Linked DNA regions of Oryctolagus cuniculus: region 2 is linked to region 1. The links are chromatin contacts, called in public Micro-C maps. All regions are on one chromosome and are shown on one strand. Each heading gives the region's core, a stretch centred on a gene start, on an enhancer-like site or on the middle of the called end of the contact. The rest is flanking DNA. Distances are from core to core; before and after follow the strand shown. Region 1 holds the start of EDAR (ectodysplasin A receptor). Region 2 overlaps EDAR (ectodysplasin A receptor).

What was found. Hi-C and Micro-C count contacts between places; a contact is called where the count stands out from the background.
Region 2: a contact with region 1 is called in a Micro-C map of ear pinna, with 7 times the contacts expected there. The contact joins the enhancer-like site here to the promoter of EDAR in region 1. A contact is called at or near these places in 3 of 6 Hi-C or Micro-C datasets (ear pinna, psoas muscle and an unstated tissue).

Annotation. Positions count from the first base shown.
Region 1 is chr2:99,880,126-99,885,731 of mOryCun1.1, forward strand. EDAR (ectodysplasin A receptor) reads left to right here and starts at 3,239. Exons shown (of 12, transcript XM_002709985.5): 1 at 3,239-3,669.
Region 2 is chr2:99,940,969-99,946,588 of mOryCun1.1, forward strand. It overlaps EDAR (ectodysplasin A receptor), which reads left to right. Exons shown (of 12, transcript XM_002709985.5): 5 at 1,481-1,566. Among named protein-coding and RNA genes, the nearest start is that of EDAR, 60 kb to the left of the region's middle. Within about 2 kb of position 2,598, at least 1 of the 8 cell types and tissues checked has an H3K27ac peak or open chromatin away from gene starts, as enhancers often do.

The DNA of each region.
Region 1 (5,606 bases), core at 1,989-4,488:
AAACTTCAACTATAACCATCTCTAACTTTGCCCAATGCCATGACGTTCCGGATTTTTCCAAGAGGGGGCTTCTTTACTGCATCCATATTGTGTGCCCATTCTAATTTTTTGTCCTATCTTTTTTTTATGATTTATTTATTTTTTTTAACTTTTATTTAATGAATATAAATTTCCAAAGTACGACTCATGGATTACAATGGCTTCCCCCCCAATACCGTCCCTCCCACCCACTACCCTCCCCTTTCCCACTCCCTCTCCCCTTCCATTCACATCAAGATTCATTTTCGATTATCTTAATATACAGAAGATCAGCTTAGTATACCTTAAGTAAGGATTTCAACAGTTTGCTCCCACACAGAAACATAAAGTGAAAAATAATAGATGATTTTTTTTAAATGATGATGAAATCAGAGCAGACCTATTGTCATGTTTAATCCCAGTGAGAGTCAAGTTGGGAATTGATAATTTCTTTTTTTTTTTTACAGAAGATCAGTTTAGTATGCATTAAGTAAAGATTTCAACAGTTTGCACCCCCATAGAAACACAAAGTGAAATATATTGTTTGAGTACTCGTTATAGCATTAAATCTCAATGCACAGCACACTAAGGACAGAGATCCTACATGAGGAGTAAGTGCACAGTGACTCCTGTTGTTGACTTTACCAATTGACACTCTTGTCTATGGCATCAGTAATCTCCCTATGCTCCAGTCATGAGTTTCCAAGGCTATGGAAGCCCTCTGAGTTCTCCGACTCTTATCTTGTTTAGACAAGGTCATAGTCAAAGTGGAGGTTCTCTCCTCCCTTCAGAGAAAGGTACCTCCTTCTTTGATGACCTGTTCTTTCCACTGGGATCTCCCTCACAGAGATCTTTTGCCAGAGTATCTTGGCTTTCCATGCCTGAAATACTCTCATGGGCTTTTCAGCCAGATCCGAATGCCTTTAGGGCTGATTCTGAGGCCAGAGTGCTATTTAGGACATCTGCCATTCTATGAGTCTGCTGAGTATCTCACTTCCCATGTTGGATCACTCTCCCCTTTATTTATTCTATCGGTTAGTGTTAGCAGGTACAAATGGACACTATGGGAAACGGTGACTTGATCAGCATAGCCCTGACTGTTAATGAACAACTTAATATATTATCCCTCTTAGTAGTTTTTTTGTCTGTTCTACTTAATATGACTGGTTTAATTCTGTAATTAATACACAGTTATTCTTAAGTGTTGAAAATTAACTGAAATGTGATCCCTGTTAAACATAAGAGTGGGAATAAGAGAAGGAAGAGATGTATAATTTGGGACATGCTCAAGCTGACTTGCCCCAAATGGTAGAGTTAGAAACATACCAGGGGATTCCAATTCAATCCCATCAAGGTGGCATGTACCAATGCCATCTCACTACTCCAAGTGATCAATTTCAGTTCACAATTGATCATAATGAAAGGACTAAGAGTCAAAGGGAGCACATAAACAAGTCTAATACCTGTCCTATCTTTTCCTCTAATCTTTTGGCAATGCCAACAATCAATTTAAAAATCATCATTTAATTTCCAGTACAAAAAGAAATCCAGAATCATCTCCATCCTCAAACATAAGTCAGAAGTATATGCAAGGCCACATGGCTCACTAAGCTAATCCTCCGCCTAGTGGCGCCGGCACACTGGATTCTAGTCCTGGTAGGGGCGCCGGATTCTGTCCCGGTTGCCCCTCTTCCAGGCCAGCTCTCTGCTGTGGCCTGGGAGTGCAGTGGAGGATGGCCCAAGTGCTTGGGCCCTACACCCCATGGGAGACCAAGAGAAGCACCTGGCTCCTGCCTTCGGATAGGCGCAGCGCCGGCAGCGGCGGCCATTGGAGGGTGAACCAACAGCAAAGGAAGACCTTTCTCTCTGTCTCTCTCTCACATCCACTCTGCCTGTAAAAAAAGAAGAAGAAGAAGAAGAAGAAGAAGAAGAAGAAGAAGAAGAAGAAGAAGAAGAAGAAGTAGTATATGCAACAGGAAGATGAGCCCAGAGTGCTGCCTGTTCATTTTTCCAGGGTCCTAGGTGAATCACGTTGGTGGCGGTCATTATGACACACCCCCAGCTTGGGCACAGCATGTGCAGTGCAGAGAGCCAACCTTGGGAACTCAAGTTGAAGCTCTCACCGGGGAATCCATGTCACCTGGATTAGCTGTCCACACTGGTGAAGATGGGGCTGCTTCTCTCTGCAGGCAGATTCAGCCCCTGTGTCCTGGATCTTCCTCCAGACCCACTCACCGTTGCCTCTGTTCTTCTCCCAAGCGCTTGCTTGCTTCATGTGTCCCCAGAGACAACATGGACCAGGAGAACATGGAAAGGTGCCCTCGGGGAGCTGTTCAGCTCCCATACCTGTGTGGTGGGATTGAGGGAGAGAAATAGCAGAATTACATTCTTCTAGGACCAGGCTCTTTCCCTAATCATTTAATACTTTTTTTTTTTTTTTGACAGGCAGAGTGGACAGTGAGAGAGAGAGACAGAGAGAAAGGTCTTCCTTTGCCGTTGGTTCACCCTCCAATGGCCGCCGTGGCCAGCGCACCACGCTGATCCGAAGGCAGGAGCCAGGTGCTTCTCCTGGTCTCCCATGGGGTGCAGGGCCCAAGGACTTGGGCCATCCTCCACTGCACTCCCTGGCCACAGCAGAGAGCTGGCCTGGAAGAGGGGCAACCGGGACTGAATCCAGCGTCCCGACTGGGACTAGAACCCTGTGTGACAGCACCGCAAGGCGGAGGATTAGCCTAGTGAGCCGCGGAGCCGGCCATCATTTAATATCTGAGAAGGAGTTAGCCACTACCAAAATGTAAGTGCTGTCACGATGTCTGTGTTTCCAGCAGCTTCCTGACTGTCTGGTAGTGTGGGGTATATGTAGCCCTCTGTGGCTATATGGGATGTGAGGACTTATCTGGAGTTACATGGGGTGTGTATGCTACCTGCAGTTCCCTGGGGGTACCCAGGCTGAGTGGCAGTGGTGTGTGCCGGGGGCTGCAGGAGGAAAGGCAGGGCTGGCGACTCAGCCTGCGGGTGACGTGCAGGGGACTGGGTGGAAATGTGCACAAACATGTTCCGAGCCGAATCAGTGCACCTGTGCCTGTACCTGGAGCCATCTCAGTTGTGTGTTGGGGGGGAGGGGGGAGGGATTCTTTAGCTAACAAGTTTTGATTAATGACATTTTAATGCAATTTAGCTTTTTCAGCTCTCAGGTGCCCAAAGGGTCTGGTTGTTCAGAGAGAAGCAAGACCGCTGCCCTTCAAAAAGTATCAACGACTTTCACACATTCCAGACGTTCGTGGAAGGAAGTCGACAAGAGCGAGGTGTCGACAAGCGCGGCTGCGGGCAGTGGTGCCCGGGCTCCCGCGTCCGCAGTGCCGGAAGCGGCCTCTAGGTGGTGCAGGTGAGTCTGCAGCGAGGAAAGCCCCCAGCAAGGACCAAGTCGGTAAACTCCAGAGGAGTGCAGCAAAGTTCCTGGGAGCCCTTCGAAACAGAAAGCTACTGGTGCTGACTGCAGAGGGGTGTGCCCGGTCCTCAGGACCCCTGCCGCTCTCGAGGACGTGCGCGCCGGCTTCTGAGAGCGCTGCCAGTGGCCGCCGGTGCACCTGGCCGCCCCACCGCGAACCCACCTCCCTTGGAGACCAGAAGCTGCTTTCGCGCGGGAGCCAGGTAAGCCTTGGTCCTTTCCTTTTGATTCTCTTAACTCGCGCTGTGGCAGAGACCGAGGTGTCACAGGCCGGGGAAGAAAGAGCTTTAGTGCATTTTTGAGATGCATGTCATTTTTGAGTTGCGTTGGAACAAGCTTCCCCAATTACTGTAGGTCTGCACTACCAGTTCTGAGACCTGAGATTGTTCCTTTGTTTTCGGGGAAAACAGAAGAAACCCCACTTTGCTGTTGGTTGCACACTGGAGTAGTGAGCCAGACTCCATGTGTGCTTTGCAGGCTTCGGGACCTGGGCTGTTGAAACAGGGGCCGCCTCCAGGGAGCAGGGAAGTGTGTTTTTTGGAGCTTGTCCCTGAGCCTGGTTGGCTAGGGGAGGCAAGTAGTAGCTGGGATTTTAGCCAGACTCAGTACCTGCCTCCCCTAGTGCCCTCCGTGCCCCGAGACTTCCAGGTGGGGGTTCAAGCGAGTCTGAGAGCAGAAGCCACGGCTTTGTGTTGGGGAGAGGCGCGCAGTCGGGAGTGCGTACGGGCTGCGGTTTTCATTTCCAGCCTAGAGGCCCCGCTCCACGCCTGACCCTAGAGCAATTCCTAACCCTAACCCTAACCCTGACCCAGGCTCAGACACAAGAGCCGGCTCTGATTGCCTAGCACCCGGCTGAGGGCAGGGAAAACAGAGCTGAGGTTCTGACCTGCTGCCTGCCGTGCTGTGCCGCAGCAAGAGAGAGGCAGCTCGGTGCACGTGGAGAGCAGGACGCATTAGCAGGGCACAAGGGCGCTCTGGCACAAGAGTAGGACGCACGCACGTGGGCAGCCAAGACAAGCCGCAGAGAGGGCCAGCCCCTCCTCCCCAGCTGGCCAGCTGGAGGCCACCCGGTAGCGTCTGAGACACTTTCCAACCAACGGTGCAACTGCAGCTCGTTCCGGCTGTCCTAGAGGCAAAAGTCCTGGTGGGCTAAAGGGGAAAGGGAGTCACTTCAAAGCTCTGAGAGAGACACCGCCTCTCTCCCGTCCGGCTTGCTGCTCTGGGTTCCTAAGTCACCGCGCTTGAAGCCTTGAGAATACGTTTCAACAGGGTCCATCAAAAAAGAAGGTGGCCCAGCAGGGCTGGGGCACGAGCCTCCATCCCGCACACCGCCCCGTGGGCACCCCACTGCTGGGCAAGACTGGCAGTCTCTGCTGTGCCCCTCCCTCCCCATGGGCGCCGAGCTGGGCTGTCTCTGGGGAGAAGTACACAGAATCTCTCTGGAAGGTTGGGCTTTTGCTGTCTGTCCGCTCTCTGGTTTTCAGTGTTGTAGAGGAGAGGTTTGTGTTGTTGAAGATACATGTAGATGGCCCTGGTGTCTGATGGCTGCCTCTATGCAAGTACAAAAACAACGTGCGATCGGTAGAAACTGCACGTGGCACGCTGAGTGTGGCGTTTTGCCGGGCTAGTGCTTTGTGGTCCCCTCTTCTCTGGGGATGCTGGGCGGTGGCAGCGGCTGCGGTCACCAGGGAAACAAGTGACGCTCTGAGCGCGCTGAGCTGCCGTGCTAGGATATGTGATTTTTTTAAGTTGATTTTCAACTTAACGGCGGGAAATCACCCCATCGTCAGTGAAGGCGCATCTATATCTGCAAAGCAGGGGGGCAAGGGGCTCTCTTGTTTCTCAGGCATCAGTCACTGTGTGTCCCTGTGCCTAGCACATCCCCTGTGTGGGGGTGGGCATGGGGAGTGGATATGTGTTGGGGGTGCAGGCTTAAGACAGACCTAGGCCCCATTCCCGTTTCTCAGGATGCAAACCAAGTTGACTCTTGTAACGCAGGAGTGTCTTCTACTCAAAAGCTCTCGGGTCCCAGAGAACTTGCGTCTCCTCCCTGGGTCCAGGTGAGGGAGTTTTGTGGTTTCCAAAGAATGAGATTCGTGCTCAAGGAAGTGCCCAGGGACCCAGCTTCAAAGACTCCAGC
Region 2 (5,620 bases), core at 1,348-3,847, 60 kb after region 1:
GCCCCTCCGCTTCTCAGATGCAGCCCTCAGGGCGCCAGTCCCTGAAGCCCTGGCACGTGGCATCCGCCAGGGGGACTGCGGAGCTGCACCTGTGCCGGAGCCCAGCCCCAGGGTGCTCCCAGGATGGGCACGGCTGAGCTTCTGACCCTCCAAAAGGGAGGAGCGCTCACAAGGTTCCCTCTGGGCCTTCTGTCCCTCTCAGCCCTTTGAACTTCCATGCAGAAGAAGTGGATGTCGTCGGTTTGTCCATCCAGCCAACATGGGCTCCCTACCCAGCATGAGGCTCCGGGCAGGGGAGCCCACCACCACCTGACGGGAGAGAAAGCCACAGACGGGCAGGTGGGAAGAGGAGGCTGATTCCCAGACGTGGCCGCAGTGGGCCTGGGTGCTGGCCCCTGGCAGGCAGACGGGGCGCCCCGTGTGGCTCCTTCCTGTGGACAGCGCCGGCACAGCCTGTGTTCCAGGGAGGCTTTTCCAGGAGCCTTAACTGCTGTTGAGGCTTCTCAGAGGGCCGCTTTGAGATTGGTTAATTGATGTTTACAAGATGCGCGCAGGGATCAGAGGATGAAAGGCACTGAGAAAGGGCAGCAATTATGAGCGTGCTGTTCTCGGGAGCCGGGCCAGGCTCAGGAAGGCGGAGTCCAAGCACGCCCCCTGCCGGCCTCCCGCCCCGAGCTGCTGCTCACCGCCCAGCTCCTGGGGGTTGGGGGCTACCTGGTGCCCGGCTAATAAAAAAGAGATTAGAAAACAACCGCGTGCAAAGCCTGTGGCATCTCTGGAGCTGCGATAAGGGAAGCGTTGGCACCAGCGCGCTGCTCTTAACGGACTTCTCACACTGATAGCCCTGGATGTTTGTGTATGGAAAGCAGGCGCGAGCTGTGGCCCTCAGAGCTCAGCTGGGAGCCCAGGGCGGCACGTGGCCTGCAGGGAGTGTGGGCCACAGTGGCCAGGTGGCAGGACCACGTGGCCGGCGCAGTGACCTCCAGAGCATGGGGATGTAGGGGCACATCGTGGCGGCGAGGGTGGCAGCTGGGACTGGGAGCAGTGGTGCCGCCGCAGTGTGTCTGCTTCCCCAAGAGGAAGCAGCTGTGACCCGGTGGCCGTGGGTCAGGTCGCTCTGCCAGGCCGTCTGCGTGGCCCTCTGTTCACACTCCCGCCATCTGACGATCCCCCCCCGCAGCACCCCCTGCTGGCCAGCGCCATGGGGTACAGCATGTCCTCAGGAGGCCTGGGAGTTCCAGGCTGCCCTGGACACTGGCGCCAGTTATCACAGCGCGGTGTTGCAGGCGCTGGGGAGGCTGACAGCAGACACACACACTAGACAGACGCATCAGGAGAGAAAGCAACAAGAGAAGGAGGCAAAAAGAGAGGCATGGAAACCCCCGAGGAGACCGAAGGGGAAAATGGGCTGCTAACCCCGCTGCTGGGCCCCCGCCCGAGGCCCCGCCCTCACCCTGCTCTGCTCTGTCTCCCCCTGCAGCTACTACATGCTGGAAAACAGACCCAGGAACATCTACGGCATGGTGTGCTACTCCTGCCTCCTGGCACCCCCCAGCGCCAAGGAATGTGAGTGGTCCTCATCCGGGTCAGAGCCGAGGTTTGTCACCCTAGCACTGAAGAGGCTTTCTAAACATGTATTTTATTGTGGAAGGCGGAGTGACGGGGAGAGGGAGAGACAGAGAGAGATCTCCCCTCTGCTGGTTCACTGCCCCCCCCCCAAATGGCCACAACCAAAGCCAGGTGGGCCAGACCAAAGCCAGGAGCCAGGAGCTTCTTCTGGGTCTCCCATGTGGGTGCAGGGGCCCAAGTCCCTGGGCCATCTGCCGCTGCCTTCCCAGGTGCATTAGCAGGGAACTGGGTCAGAAGTGGAGCAGCCGGGACTCGAACCGAGATTAGCGTTAGCAGAAGCATAAACGGAAGCAGTACCGCGCCTAAGCAGGGGCGCCTCGGGTTGATGAAGAGGGGTGGGGAGGGGTCGATGGTGCTGAGCTTCGAGTGGGAGGGCTAAACAGCCCACTTGGCCTGCAGGAGCCTCAGCTTTCTCGCCTGTGAGGCGGGGACACGAACACCTGCCCTGTCGGTCTCATGAGACCCTGGGGAGAGGCCATGCACGGCAGAGGCCAGGCTGTTCGGCAAAGCAGAGCGAAGAGCTCGCCATTAGTGAGGGCGAGGGGGACCCCGCGGGAGTCAGAGCTCCCGCAAAGCACTCGGAGCCGCCCGGCTCCCGCCTCGGCCGTGAGAGCCTCCGCTCAGAGGAAGGCGCCCGGTGGTCCTTCGGGCTTGTGCTCTGGGGACGCAGCTGGGAGGAAGCTGGGTGTGTGGCGCCTGACGGCAGGAGCACTTGGGGGCAGAGCCGTGGAGGACTCCCATCTCCCCTTGTGGCCCACGAGGCCCCAGGCACACCGGGGGTTTCTCCCTACAACCCCGTGCAGCCTGGGAGGAAGGGGAGGAGCGCAGGGACAAGGGGCGGGGCTGTGGGCGGGGCTGCGGAGGCGTCTTTGGAGGCGGGCTGGGCCCGAGCCAGGGTGCCCTGCAGCTGCGTTGTCTGGGGATGTGGGGAATTCCGCCCGCCCCTTCCAGAGGCCCAAACGGAAGAGCCTGGCAGCGGCTGCTCTGCAGAGTACTGCTTCCCAGCCATCTGCTAATTAACTCGCAGCATCAGGGAGGCTGTGGGCTGCAGGAGAGAAGCCAGCTCGCGCCTGCTGCATCTTCTCTGCGGGGGGGGGGGGGGGGGGGGGTGTCTAAGCCCGTCAGGACAGACAGTTCTGGGGTGCAGTCCTGGCTGGGCCCATGTCAGACACCTGCCCTCTGTTTAGGGTCTCAACCAAATAGGAGCCTGGCAGGCCAGCATCCTCCCTGGGGGACCCTCGTGTCTGACAGCTCTTAGACACACAGGCGCTTCCCTGACAGCAAGCCAAGTCCGCGGTCCTGGGGGTTTTGAAAATGAACGCACCCCCTTCCCGCCCTCAGCCCTTAACTGCGCCCCAAAACCCCCTCCCCAACCAGACCTCGAGCTGGGCTCTTAGAATCCAGCCCTGAGAGGGCTCAGCAAAGAAACAGAGAGTCAGGGCCCCCCCAACCCGGGCGGCTGTGCAGCCACTCAGCCCCCGGGAGAGCCCCCTTGAGCGGGCAGAGGCCTCTGCTCCCATATGGGAGGCGGGAGATGCTAGCGCCTGCTCACCCGGCACAGAGATGCCACGGCTGCTTATGACCAAGCGCCCCAGGAATTACCAAGACCCAAACTCACAGGGCGTCATCCGTCTGCTGCCCCACCCCGGAAATCCAGGGACTTGCTGATTCCGGCAGAACCCTGCTAGCAGCCCAGGCCTCCCTCCCTGAGCCCAGTGGTCCGTGGTCCAACATCCTTCGCACTCTGTGTCCGTGAGTGGCGCATCCTACAAACCACCGTCATGGAGATGCACCAAGGGCCTGGGCTTGCGGGTGACACAGACACAGACGCAGAAGAGCCGGACCAGGCAGAAGGCGGTGGCTGGCCGGGGGCAGGGACTGTCAGGAGCTGTCAGCGCGGGGGCCCCTCGGTGACAGCGGCAGGCCGGGGTGCACACCCCCATTCTCCACACCTCACGGGTAGCACCCCCTGCTTTCCTGTCCCTACAGAAATGGTGCTTCTCCGTGGGACGCCGTGCAGTCCCCATGGCCGGCCCTGCCCTCACCCAGCAGGCCTGGCCAGCCCGAGAATGTGCGTTTTGAACAAGCTGACCCAAGCTCTGACCCTCCCTGCTATGTCAGGCGAAATCCCTTTCCTTCCCAAGCCTCACTGGCCCGCCCAGTGTCCCATGGTGCCCCCTTGCCCTGCTGTGCAGCGCCCACAAGCTAATGCCACCTACAGGCCTGTCACGGGGGAGCCGTGGGACCACAGCCCTCAGGAGAGATGCACAAGGGACTCGTCTTTACTGTTCCAATGGATAAAAACCTTCCCAGTTTCTGGAAGGGAGAGGGAAACGAAAGGGGCGCCCCGAGGGTACCGCTGGGCAGGTTACCTTCAGAACCGCCATCTTCCCGAGGCAGCTCAGGGGTCTGAACCTCAGAGAGGAAAGCTGCGCCCGGGAGAACAGGACTCATGACGCAAAAAAAAAAAAAAAAAAAAGAGGAATCCGAGGAAGGGGCCAACCGCCAAAGCCCGTGGCTGGTCTGGCAGCAGGACGCTCTGTACATCTCAGGTGTCGGAGCAGATCCTGGAGGGACTTGCTGAAGGGGAGCTGACGGCGTGCTCTTAACCCCGGTGCAGCGAAACAGCACGTTGGGCGGGGGGCGAGTGGCTGCGAACGGGGTTTGGCTGGGATCTGAACTCAGGAAGCACAGTGCAGCGTCGGGGGACTGTCATGGTTCCTTACCCTAACGTCTGGGCTGCAGCAGGGGCTCTTGTCTCAGAGCGAGCGAGCGAGCGAGCAAGATTTCACAGCTGACACAGTGAGCAGCAGTGAGCATGCTAGCCAGGTGTGACGGAAGGCGTGCACCCGACAGGCCGGGCTGCGAAGGTCCAAGAGCATTCAGACGGGCTCGTGAGGGAATGGGGGGTCCAGTTCTCCCCGCCGTCTCCTGCTGGACAGAGGAGGGCTTGCAGGGTGTGGAATAGGTGGAACTCCTCCCAAGGTTTCCTTGCCCCATGTTGTCAGACTGGGGAACCCTCTTGACACTGGCAGAGATACTTCTCCTGGGGGTGCTTTTCTCGGAGGGAGAGGCTGGGACCACCTGTACAATGACTGCAGTGGGAAATGCTGGGGTTCGCCCAAGGCTGCTGTGTTCCTCTCTGCAGGGGCTCTGTTTTCTGTGGGCCCCTTTCATTTCCTATCCTCCTACCTGACACGCTTGGTAAGGCACCTGCACCCACATCCCGCTGTTACAAGAATGGGACACCTCCTCCTGCCCCTGACCTATTTGCACGAAGTCTCTGGGACTTGGTCAGGATCTAGGGCCACGGAGAGCAAGCACAGCCTTGTCTGCGCCCTAGCAAACCCATCTCAGACGGAAAGGAGGTACCGGGAGCCACAGACCTCGAGCAGGAAGCCTGCCTCCCCGAGTGAGCTTCCAGCGGCTGCTGCACAGCGCTACTCGGGCCTGGATGTGCACACTCATCCCCAGGGTACCTGTCAGGAGACGAATGTTGACACAGTAGGTCTGGGGCAGCCCTGACACACTGCAGTTGTAGCAAGCTCCTGGTACTCTGTTTTGAGCTGCTGTTGAAGTCCTGATGATTCTGCCCCTCATTGTTCCTGGGATCGCCACAAGGGGGCGCTCTTCCAATGCCACAGCCATAGGCACCCTCGTTGACAGCTCTAGAACCAATGCACAATTCATTTTTTTTTGTTATTGTTGTTAAGATTTATGTATTGGGGCCGGCGCTGTGGCATAGTGGGTAAAGCTGCCTCCTGCAGTGCCAACATCCCATATGGGCGCTGGTTCGTGTCTCGGCTGTTCCACTTCCCATCCAGCTCTCTGCTATGACCTGGGAAAGCAGTAGAAGATGGCCCAAGTCCTTGGGCCTCTGCACCTGTGTGGGAGACCCAGAAGAAGCTCCTGACTCCTGGCTTCAGATCAGTGCAGCTCTGGTCATTACGGCCAACTGGGAAGTGAATCAGCAGATGGAAGATCTCTCTCT